Linked DNA regions of Mus musculus: region 2 is linked to region 1. A link is a contact called in public promoter capture Hi-C data. All regions are on one chromosome and are shown on one strand. The core of a region is the stretch at or near the end of the contact, and the rest is flanking DNA. Distances in the headings are between cores, read along the strand shown.

The links. Promoter capture Hi-C pulls out the DNA fragments that hold promoters and counts their contacts.
Region 2: a contact with region 1 is called in a promoter capture Hi-C map of trophoblast stem cells, with 3 times the contacts expected there. The contact joins the promoter of Slc25a18 here to the enhancer-like site in region 1. A contact is called at or near these places in 14 of 39 promoter capture datasets (the C10 cell line, the HPC-7 cell line, cranial neural crest and 11 more), 5 of 115 datasets of contacts at active chromatin or transcription factors (embryonic basal ganglia, embryonic forebrain, embryonic midbrain and 2 more) and 1 of 9 other capture datasets (pancreatic islet).

Annotation. Positions count from the first base shown.
Region 1 is chr6:120,509,075-120,514,124 of GRCm38.p6, reverse strand. Hdhd5 (haloacid dehalogenase like hydrolase domain containing 5) reads left to right here. Exons shown (of 8, transcript NM_144815.2): 7 at 3,306-3,494; 8 at 3,663-4,631. The coding sequence ends at 3,990. Among named protein-coding and RNA genes, the nearest start is that of Gm38888, 11 kb to the right of the region's middle. Within about 2 kb of position 2,769, at least 34 of the 459 cell types and tissues checked have an H3K27ac peak or open chromatin away from gene starts, as enhancers often do. A contact at or near this core is called in embryonic stem cells, epiblast stem cells, hippocampal neurons and 2 more, where this site is marked.
Region 2 is chr6:120,772,242-120,777,668 of GRCm38.p6, reverse strand. It overlaps Slc25a18 (solute carrier family 25 (mitochondrial carrier), member 18), which reads right to left and starts at 3,901. Exons shown (of 10, transcript NM_001081048.2): 1 at 3,885-3,901.

The sequences.
Region 1 (5,050 bases), core at 1,520-4,019:
GGTACGCGGTCAGCCAGTGGGTACGCGGTCAGCCAGTGGGTACGCAGTCAAGCTTCTTCCTCGTTTGCTTTCATATGCATGCTAGAGATGGGAAGCTGGGACGGTAAACCAGGATTGTGCCTGTGCTGCCGAGGCGAGAGCTGAGCTCAGCTGTGCGACATCAGTGTCAGGACCTCTTTTGTGGCCCTCAGGGATCCTGACTGAAGCCAGCTGATGACAGCATATAGTATCTTCTCACTCTGTCATGGACTTCCAGAGGCTGTGTATAGTCAGCAGAGGGTGGTTTAGACCCAAGACTTGGCCTCAAAGAGGCAGGACTTCCTCCCTGTGACTCTCCCTCTCTCCCTCCTTTTCTTTCTCTTTCTGTGAGCTAGGGTGATACTGTACCATACAGCCCAACTTGACTTCAGCTCATTACCTTCCTGCCTCAATTCCCCTGTAGTTTGTGTCACATTTAAGTGTATTCTGTAGCCTGAGGTTAGATACTGTCTCTGAGTTAGTGCCTTGGTTTGGGTTTTATTTCTATGAAGAGACATCATGACTAAGGGAATTCTTATATAGGACAACATGTCATTGGGGCTGGCTTACAGTTTCAGAAGTTTAGTTATCATCATGGTGGGAAACATGGCAGTGTGCAGAAGACATGGTGCTGGAGGCGCTGAGAGGTCTGATCCTGACTGGCAGGCAGCAGGAAGGGACTGGGTGGAGCTGGAACATAGGACTTCACAGTGACAGTGTTCTTCCAACAAGGCCACACCTCCTAATAGTGCCAGTCCCCGTGGGCCAAGCATTCACACACTACCTGCTCAAGCCACCACAGTTGTGACATGCGATTCAGGGCCTGTAGCTGCCAGGTGAGAAGCACAAGGAGAACAGGGCATGGGCCAGATTTGAGGTAACTTTTGTTTTTATTCAAAGAAGCCATATTTGAGATTTTTTTCCCCCACACAATTATTTTTGTATCGTTTTGAGACAGAGTCTCACTCGTTAGCTTTGATTTGTCTGTGACTCACAGTGGAGTACAGGCTAGCCTTAAATCATAATTTCCTCCACCAGCCTCCTGAGTGCTGGGATTGCAGGCGTGTGTCACCATGTCTGCCTCTGTTTACTCCGTGATCCCGAAGTTAGCTGGTTGTTGTGGTACACAAGAGAAGACAGAGGCAGGAGAACCACATGTGTGACACTATGTGGACTTCATGTGTAGTTCTAGGCCAGCCTGGGATACAGCAAAATCCTGCTTCACAAAATAAAAACAAAGAAACAAAAAGGAAATGAAATTCTTTTGTTGTTGTTGTAATGCTGTGTTGTTTGAGATGGGGTCTCCCTGTTTAGCCCACCTGATTGGTGTTGACTTTGGCCAATGAGGAAATCTGATTCTCTGGAGACCTGGGATCCTCATGAGGACTTGAAAGAACAGGGCGGACTGTAGTCTAATGCCGTGGACAGCCTTACTTCAGCTTCAGTGCACTCACTTTTATACACAACTGTGACAAAGAAAGCAGTGACCCAGGGAAGGTCGTGTGGTTCAGATGAACATGGAAATGAACACCAGTGAGTGCATACTAAATATTAACCTAACAGCACAGCCCTTTCTCAGAGCTTCCTCAGGACAGACCAACTTAAACACAATTGCCTGGTGCGTACTATAGATGATATCTGGGAAAGCATGAAAGCGAGGCAGGAGGCCATGTCCAGATGCAGGGCACACTGACCAGAGTGGGTTCTATAGCTGTGTTCTGACATCCAACAAGAATAAGCATGCCGCCAGGCGTGGTGGCACATGCCTTTAATCCCAGCACTCGGGAGGCAGAGGCAGGAGAATTTCTGAGTTCGAGGCCAGCCTGGTCTACAAAGTGAGTTCCAGGACAGCCAGGGCTACACAGAGAAACCCTGTCTCGAAAAAAACTTTAAAAAAAAAAAAAAAAAAGAATAAGCATGCCTTATAAGTTGAATGCAAATGTTTGCATCGGAGGCACAAAACTCACATCCAGCAACAAAACGTACCTCTTTTTTTCCTGTCGCCTCTCTCACAGTTCCCCAAGATATTGTTCACCATGGTCAGTCTTTTGACTGAGTTCTGACAGTTGGCCTAGAATCCCCTATATAAGACGGCTGAACTTGAACTTGAAGAGACCTGTTTGCTTCTTGACCTCCCAAGTGCTGAGTTCAAAGGTGTGCATCACCACCCCCAGCCAGGAAATGAAATTTGTATGTAAACGGGGGACATTGAATATTACATGCCAAGCGCAGTGTCTGTTAGGATTGGGTCAGCGCTGAGGACAGAACACAGACACACTTTACACAAGGTGGCATACTGGCTTTCTTATTAAAGAAGGTAGCAATCAGGCTACGGGCAGTCTTTATTCAGGACACTTACTCCTTTCTGCAGCACACTCCTTAGGCTATGCCTGTATAATTCTAAATGGCTGCCTGAGTGTTAGCCATCACATTAGCATTTCAGAGGGCAGGAAGCAGTCGAGTGGGCTGTTAGCTTGCAACACTGACCAAATACTTGAATAAACAACCTAAAAGGAGGAAGGTTAATTTCTGCTCTATTGATTTGGTGCTTGTGGTGACCCTAATATTGTGATAGGAAGCAAGTTGTGGAGCAAAACTGTTCCCTTTTGATAGCTAGGAGGCAGTGAGGTAGACAGGAGGGAGCCTCCAGGGATGTGTTTCCAGTTTCAGCTGGCTGAAGACTCTAGCGCCAGCCAAGGGATCCTCAGCTGGGACCACGCCTTGAGCTGTGGGGCTGTGTAAGGTCAGGAAGAGCGTGCCTCCTTGTGACCTCTTGTCACAGCCAGGCCAGCACCTCTGCTTCTGCGACTGTTCAGTGGGGCTCACGCGTGTACTAGGTGGCCACACCTAGCTGCAGGGGAGGCAGTGAGCACACTCTGGCAGCCAACAGTTGTGGAGCACCAGTGTTAGGGTTTGGGGGCCAGGTACGATGGCATCGTGGGTAAATGCCTGCTATCAAGCTGACCACCTGAGTTTGAGCCTTGGGACCCATATAAAGTTGGAATGAGAGACTGACTCCAGAAAGTTGTCCTCTGACCACCATATGCTCACTGTGGCACATGTGGGTACATAAAATTAATTTTTTAAAACCCAAAATACAATGTTTTGGGAGTGAGCCTTTCAGGGTTTTCACCCTAGTTTTGCTACCCTGGGGAAACTGCCTGCTCTTGCCTCAGTTTCTTCATGTGAATGACTCTAGGGGAGGGATACAGGTCGGTTGCTTGGAGACAGCTTAGAGAGTGGCAGATGGCCTCAAGGCTAAGTTGCTGAGATCTCTTCTTGGGCAGGTTTGGTCATGGCACCTTTCTGCTTTGCCTGGAAACCATCTACCGGAAAATAACAGGCAATGAGCTGAAATACGAGGGTCTGATGGGCAAACCCAGCATCCTTACTTACCAGTATGCAGAGGACGTGATCAGGCAGCAGGCTGAGAGGCGGGGCTGGGCCGCCCCCATCAGGAAGCTGTATGCTATAGGGTAAGTCCATTGCCTCTCCATTATCATAGCTGCTTTTCTTTCCCTCTGCCCACACCACCCAGGCTTCCCCGAAGCTGAGTCACACCACCTCCAGGCTGTTCTGATAGCTTCGAAACACTAAACTAAGGTTTTTTTCTTCTTTGCCCTCTGGTATTGCTGCCCTGCCAGTGATAACCCTATGTCTGATGTCTACGGTGCCAACCTATTCCATCAGTACCTGCAAATGGCCAATCGTGGAGAGGAGGAACAGCAGACTGGTGGGCAACAGAAGCAGCGGCCTTCAGCAACCCAGAGTTGTGCTTCCATCCTGGTATGCACTGGCATATACAGTTCTCAGGACCCAGGCTCCCAAGTGCCTCCTCCTGGAAGGAGAGAGCTTCCATTCCACGGACACCGAGACTTCAGCTTCAGTCCAGGGCTCCTAGAAGCCTCCCACATTGTTCATGATGTAAACGAAGCTGTGCAGCTGGTTTTCCACCAGGAGGGTTGGGCTTGAGGGGACGGAGATGTAGCAGAGGCAGAGGGGGCTGTTGGAGCATGCGCTCAGGGAATCCTGTGTGCCCGGCTGTGGTCTGGGTCACAGGCATCAAGTCCAAGCCTGGCTTCTTGCCATTACTTCCTGGGACAGAGAAGACTGTAGCTTCAGTAGCTACAGAAAGCCCTTGGGGCAGCATCTCAGGAGAAGGGATGGATTTCTGGGCCCTTCCTGTGCGTCTCTTGCAGTCTGACCTCATGCTGGTCCCTTTACCTCTGTGCCTCAGTGTCAGGTCCTCTCAGTGAGGACCTTCTTTTTCCAGACAGCGTCTCACTATTGTAGTTCCCGCTGTCCTGGAACTCACTATGTAGCCCAGGTTGTCCTGAAACTCAGATCTGCCTGCCTCTGCCTCCCCAGTGCTGGCATCAAAGGTGGGTGCCATCACACCTGCCTCAGTCAGGACTTTAAAAACCGCACAGTGCAACGTTATGTGGAAACTTGTGGAGGGAGAGCCTTTGGTCACACTGAAGGAAGCGCTGTGCCATGCCAGGGAGGGGTGTGGCTGGCACTCTCCATAGTGTTTACTGTATTTTAGAGTGCTGCCCAGAGACTTGGGGGCTTTTTTTTTTTTTTTTAATTAAAAACTATCCTAATATTTGTTACATTGTGTCTTGTGAGGATTTGTGTGGAATGTGCTAGAAGCCCTGTGAGGGGAGGTTTGGGAGAGTGGTACATAGGGTACTCTTCGTGAGTTGAAGGGTTTGTGGCATTTCATTCCCTAAATATGGCGGGCATCACCTCCTCCTGCTGTCCGTCCTCCCATTCCCAGGTGGGGCTCTGTCAGCACTATTTACATTGCGTCCCTAAAGAGGAGTCCTACTCCAGCTTCCCCTTGGCTCTTCCCCAGCCTTGGCATTTGTCAAATTTCCTGCTGCTATAGTTTAGATGTTGACTGCCTTTCAGAGGCCCATGTGTTAAACGCTCGCCCACCCACTCCACCCCCGCCCCCAATGTTGGAGGACCTTTTACTAGGTAGGGCCCAAGATTTAGACTTGGCACATGGCCCTAATCTCAGCATTCT
Region 2 (5,427 bases), core at 2,652-5,151, 260 kb before region 1:
CATCCAGCCTTCAGGCCCAGGTCCGTCCGCCACGGCAGGAGCATGGACACCTAAGCCATGCACACATTGGCAATGTGCCTGAGATACACTCTGCTCACAAATCGCAGTAAATTACAAACTGTTTGGTAATCAGTGATATCTAAATCAATGTCACTTCCTCTCAGAACTAAGAGTGTGTGTGTGTGTGTGTGTGTGTGTGTGCACCTGTGTTTTAAAGACAGAGTCTATGTAGCCCTGGCTTTCCCAGGACTTGCTATGACCAAGCTGACCTTGAAGTCACAGGGATCCTCTTGCCACCTAAGTGCTGGAGTTGAAGGCAGGCACCATTATTCCCAGCTTCTGTTTTTAAGATGAGTTTTTGACTTTGTAGCACAGGCTCCTCTGGAACTGGAGGGAATCCTCATGCCTCAGGCTCCCATATTGGATACTGAGTGTCAGCATTCACTGTATTACTGACCTGTGTCCTTTCCCAAATGAGAAGCTATTTTGAGTTAGGATCACCTAAGGGTTATATCTACAGGCCCCAAAGAGACAACTAGCTATCAAAGACTGCTCAGTAACCCATACATTTGACATGCAGTTGATTTGAGTATAAGACAGCCTTCTCAAGTCGCTTTTTCATCACATTTTTTTTTTCTTCAAGACAGGGTTTCTCTGTGTAGCCCTGGCTGTCCTGGAACTCACTCTCTAGACTAGGCTGGCCTGAACTCAGAAATCCACCTGCCTCTGCCTCCCAAGTGCTGGGATTAAAGGCGTGCACCACCATGGCCTTCTTCACATTTTTAAGAAGCAGAGTCAGGGGTGGTTGAAAACCAGGGTTGATTCCTCCTAGCAGAGCACATGGTTCTGCCAGGACTAAGCACCTCCTACCAGAGTAGCCATTAACTTTGTCTTGACCCAGGAAGTACCCCATTTTGAGGGGTGCCCCTGGGATGACAGACTTCCTCTTAGCCCTGTTTGCAGTGGGTGCCATGGAAACCCTCTTCCCAGGCTCCCTTGCCATCTCTTACTACAAACTCTTTGCTTGACAAGGACAGACAAGACAACTCTTACCAGATTTCAGGAAGGGCCGTCTTTCTGCCTTCTCTGAAATAAAGGACAGAGGCTGGTTTCCAGTGACTTGTGGGCAGAAGCTGGTGTACAATGCTGTCTGCAGGAGCTGTTTTGTCCTTGGGTTTTATCAGAGTTTAGTCCCTCCCTCCTTGTTCCTGCTGCAGCTCTTTCACAGGGGCAGAGGAGCCGGCAGGCACTGTCCTCCTCCAGCCCTTGCCACACTGCTCTTTACAGAGTTCACACACCGTGCCAAAGCTTGCTTGGGTATTAGAAACCCACATGAGAAGTACTAGGACACATACAGTCACAGTGCAGGGTAATGGGGGGCTCCCTACCATTCAGCTGTCAGAAGAATGGACGGACAAGTGGTAAAGACTACAATGTATATCTTCTGTAGAACCTGAGCAGCCATTTCTGTGAAGATGCAACAGCCCTGTCAGCTAGCTGAACACACTGGGATAGATGGCAAGTGTGAGGAGAGGGTCAGCATGGGATCCAAGTGCTCTGGCCTGACAGGTGTGGCTGGGGGGTGTTACGTACAGGGAGGTTATGTGTATCTCACGAGTGCTTTGATCAATCATTTCTGCTTCTCGGTTGCACACACCTTTGGTTTTCTGAGATGAGGTCTCACTTTGCAGTCTGGCTGGCCTGGAAACCTACCATGTAGACCATGCTGGTCTCAAACTCAAAATCCCAGTGTCTCAGCCTCCAGAGTGCTGGGATAGCAGGCATGCACTCCACTATCAAGCTACACACCAGGCTCCATATACTTTTTGCAGGTAAATATTATTGTTGTTCTTGCAAAGAACTGGACTTCAGTTTCAAGAACTGAATTGGCAGTTTACAATTATGCGTTAACTTGTTGATGACTTCTGTGGGCTCTAAGCAAGAACATGGAGCATACAAAGTCAAACACCCGAACACATAAAAGAAAAACCAACAAATTAAAGAGAGAATTCAGTGAATATTAGTGGCATCCACCTGTAATTCCAGGACTTGAAACCTCAGCCTTCAAATGGTGGGACTACATAAATTGTCATAAGCCCGAAGCCAGCCCTCACTACAGAGTGGCACTGTCTCAAAACCAAAAACTAAACCAAAGGAGGGCTGGGATGTAGTTCAGTTGGTACCTGCCTAGGATCCATGAAGTCCAACCAATCCCCAGAGCACAGGGTGGCAATCAGGAAGTAGAGAAAGGAAAAGCAGGAAATCAAGAATGTATTTGGCTAGAAAGCAAATTTTGGACCTGCTTGGGCTTCATGAGTGTCTCAAATGAAAAACCCAAACCAAATCAAACAAGAAAAAAAAAAAAAAAAGCCGGGGTGACATCACCAGCTAGGAAGGACCCACAGGAGAGGAAGATCAGGGGAGCAGGCAGCTTCAGCTTTGGTTGGCTTTGGTTCGGTTACAGGCAGAGAGAAAGAAGGGTGATGGGTCTGGAAAAGTACAGCAAAGTTAAGAGATGCACCTGAACTCTCTTTAAGCAAATTTCCAGGCAGGATCAAAGGTCTACTTGCTTCCAGAGTGGCCCTGCAAGATCCCAAGTCAGCTAGGAAGGCAGTATTTCCAACCCCCCAGGCCCAATGACCAAGTCTTATGTTACCGGGATACCCTAATGACACAGGTACACAGTCAAGCTTTCCAACTTTCTGGCTGGCTTTCAATCTTGAGTGCATCATGAAAACCAATCTCTTTAAGGCAGGTTTTGTGTAGCCCAGGAAACCAGTAAGAGGCAGTCTGGCAGGAGCTTGTTAACTAAAATGTTGCAGCAGCTGAGGGACTATCATGTATTATTAGTAGGCTGTTAGATAGCAAAGGACTACAGTTTTGATATTAGGGCCACAGTTTGAAAACTTTGAGGTGCAGAGAAAATGGGAAACTGAACTGGACTGAGACCAATGAAAGGAAGACAGCAGGTGGCCTAAGTCAGGGTGGACAGTAAGGGAGTTCGTCAGCTTTGCTATTTCTTCCCAAGTATAGATGAGAGGACATCTGTTACCATTTAGTCAGCAACATAAGCTGCCTTCCATAGTTCTTCAGGAGACGTTAGTGGAGATAGATATATCCGCTAGGTATGAAGGTAAAATTCAGCTCAGATCAGAAAGGTGTAAAGCCCTAGATTTGATGCCAGGTCCTTCCACTATGGGGGTGCTCTTATGGTCTGTGATGCATCATCAAAGAGGGTGTCTCACATCAGGGGGCTGGGCACTTCATGGGCTGATCAGGCAGGAGGAGGAAGGCACAGAACCTACATTTAAACCAGGTTCTAGGTGATGTTTGTTCATAACGTAGGTTACTGTCTGACAGATACCAGGTCAGACTTAACCTGTGCACTGATGTCTGTCCAGGCCAAATGGTGTGAACACACCAAGAACCACCCTGCTGCAATGAGTAACAAACCAGACTTCACCCTCTTCACCTCTGGCTAAGCACCATCCCTTCCAGCACTTTGGTTGCTGTAGGCTGGTTTCCTTCAATGTGTCCCCCTTTACTAACTGAGGAAAGGACAGTAGTCTTTCCTCTGTATTCTGAAGGAGCAGGCAAAGTGCCAGGCAGATGCTGCTCATCAGTCTGCTGGGCCTCAAGTGGATGCAGCAAACTGCGGGAGTGGGGATTCTGTGCTGAGTATGCACAGACATTTTCTCTCGTCAGTGCTCAACAGTACAGCGTGACAGCTCTATACATGGGGTTTTTAAAAGAGACAACAATATACAGGGCCATGTGCATAGATGGTATGCAAATACCAAGTTACATGGGGACTTAAGCACTGGGACTTAGCACTGGGAATTCTGGAACCGATCCCTAAGGACAGCAAGGGCAACTGTACTTACGGACAAGGCGTTTAGGGGTCACTCCACATCTGTGTTTGGTATACTCCAGGCCCGGCTGTGCTGGATCTTGTCTTTGCCTTCCTTCCTATAAAGACTTAACTCTTCCCTAGAGTTAAAACTCGTGATACAATCTGAGGAGCTGGCTTCACTGCTTCAAAACCTCTGCTCAGCCAGACCAGGGTGAATGGTCCTATGTGGTCAGAAATGAGCCCACAGGATGAGCAAGTTGTGGTTTTCCACTCCTCAAATGGTCTCAAGGCACCTGCATTAAAATTCGTGTCATGGAGGCACGGGGGCAGGGACTCCAGGATACAATAGCTCAATCTGGGCATTTCCCAGCTGCCTTCTTGGCTGCTACAGCACTTCACTGTGCACTGAAAGCTTTTGCTAAAACTGCCTCAGGAAACTAGAGGAGTGAGCCTTGTAAGCACAAAGGAGACAGAAACAAATGCACAAACACTGTCCTTTCAAAAGCTCAAGGAACTGAATCCAGGGCAACAGATCAACAAGGCCAAGCTACCAGAGCGAAGTGGGGGGTGAGGACAGGGAAGTCTGCCCTGACAGGCAGCAGCATCGGTGCTCAGAGCTTTGCCACTCCTGGCCGAGCTGGAAGGATTTACAGCCACCCAGGAGAAAAGAGCCACAGCCAAAGACACCATGTACATAATAGCCACAGATCATAAGCCATTCCCCTTCCAGAAGACTCCAGCTAGGTATTTCTCCGTTATTAATATTTTCAGGGAGAGATCAGAACAATACTGCACAAACAAGTTTTAAAATCAAGCTCACTAGTAGTAGAAGATAGTATTTTTTGTTGTATACAGGATTTAGCATTGTTTCGTCAAAATGATTTGTGTAGAATAGACACTTTCTTTTGAGATAGGATCTTGTGTATCCTAAGCTGTAAGCTATGTATACAAGAGGACTTGATTTTGAGCTTCCTGCCTCTCTGACACACACCCAGCTTCATCTGGAGTTGGAAGTTGGAACTTGAGGCCTCACACACAGTATAGACACTCTTTTTTGTTTGTTTTTTGAGACATGGTTTCTCTGTATAGCCCTGGCTGTCCTGGAACTCACTCTGTAGACCAGGCTGGCCTCGAACTCAGAAATCCACCTGCCTCTGCTTCCCGAGTGCTGGGATCAAAGGTGTGCGCCACCACACCGGCCGCAGACACTCTTATCAATTGATCTACATCAAGTTCTAAGAATTAAGTTCTATTTTGTTTACAGTAGATCTATTTTTAATTGACATACAGGATTGTACATGTAAATGACTGCCTGTATCTTATATGCACAATGGAAGTCAGAACTGAGCACTGGATCTCTTGGAACTGGAATTGCAAGCAGTTGTGAGTTGCTCTGTGGGTACTGGGAGAAGCAAGTACTTTTAACACTGAGCCATTCCTCCAGGCCCACAGCTAAATTCTTAGTAATCTGGCTTTCCCTGTTGAGGAATTATGTAATATGGGGGTTTTGGGTGGAGAATAAGTTAGGCTCCCAAGTTTCTATTTTCTAAGGGACAGTAGGGTGCACAAGGAAG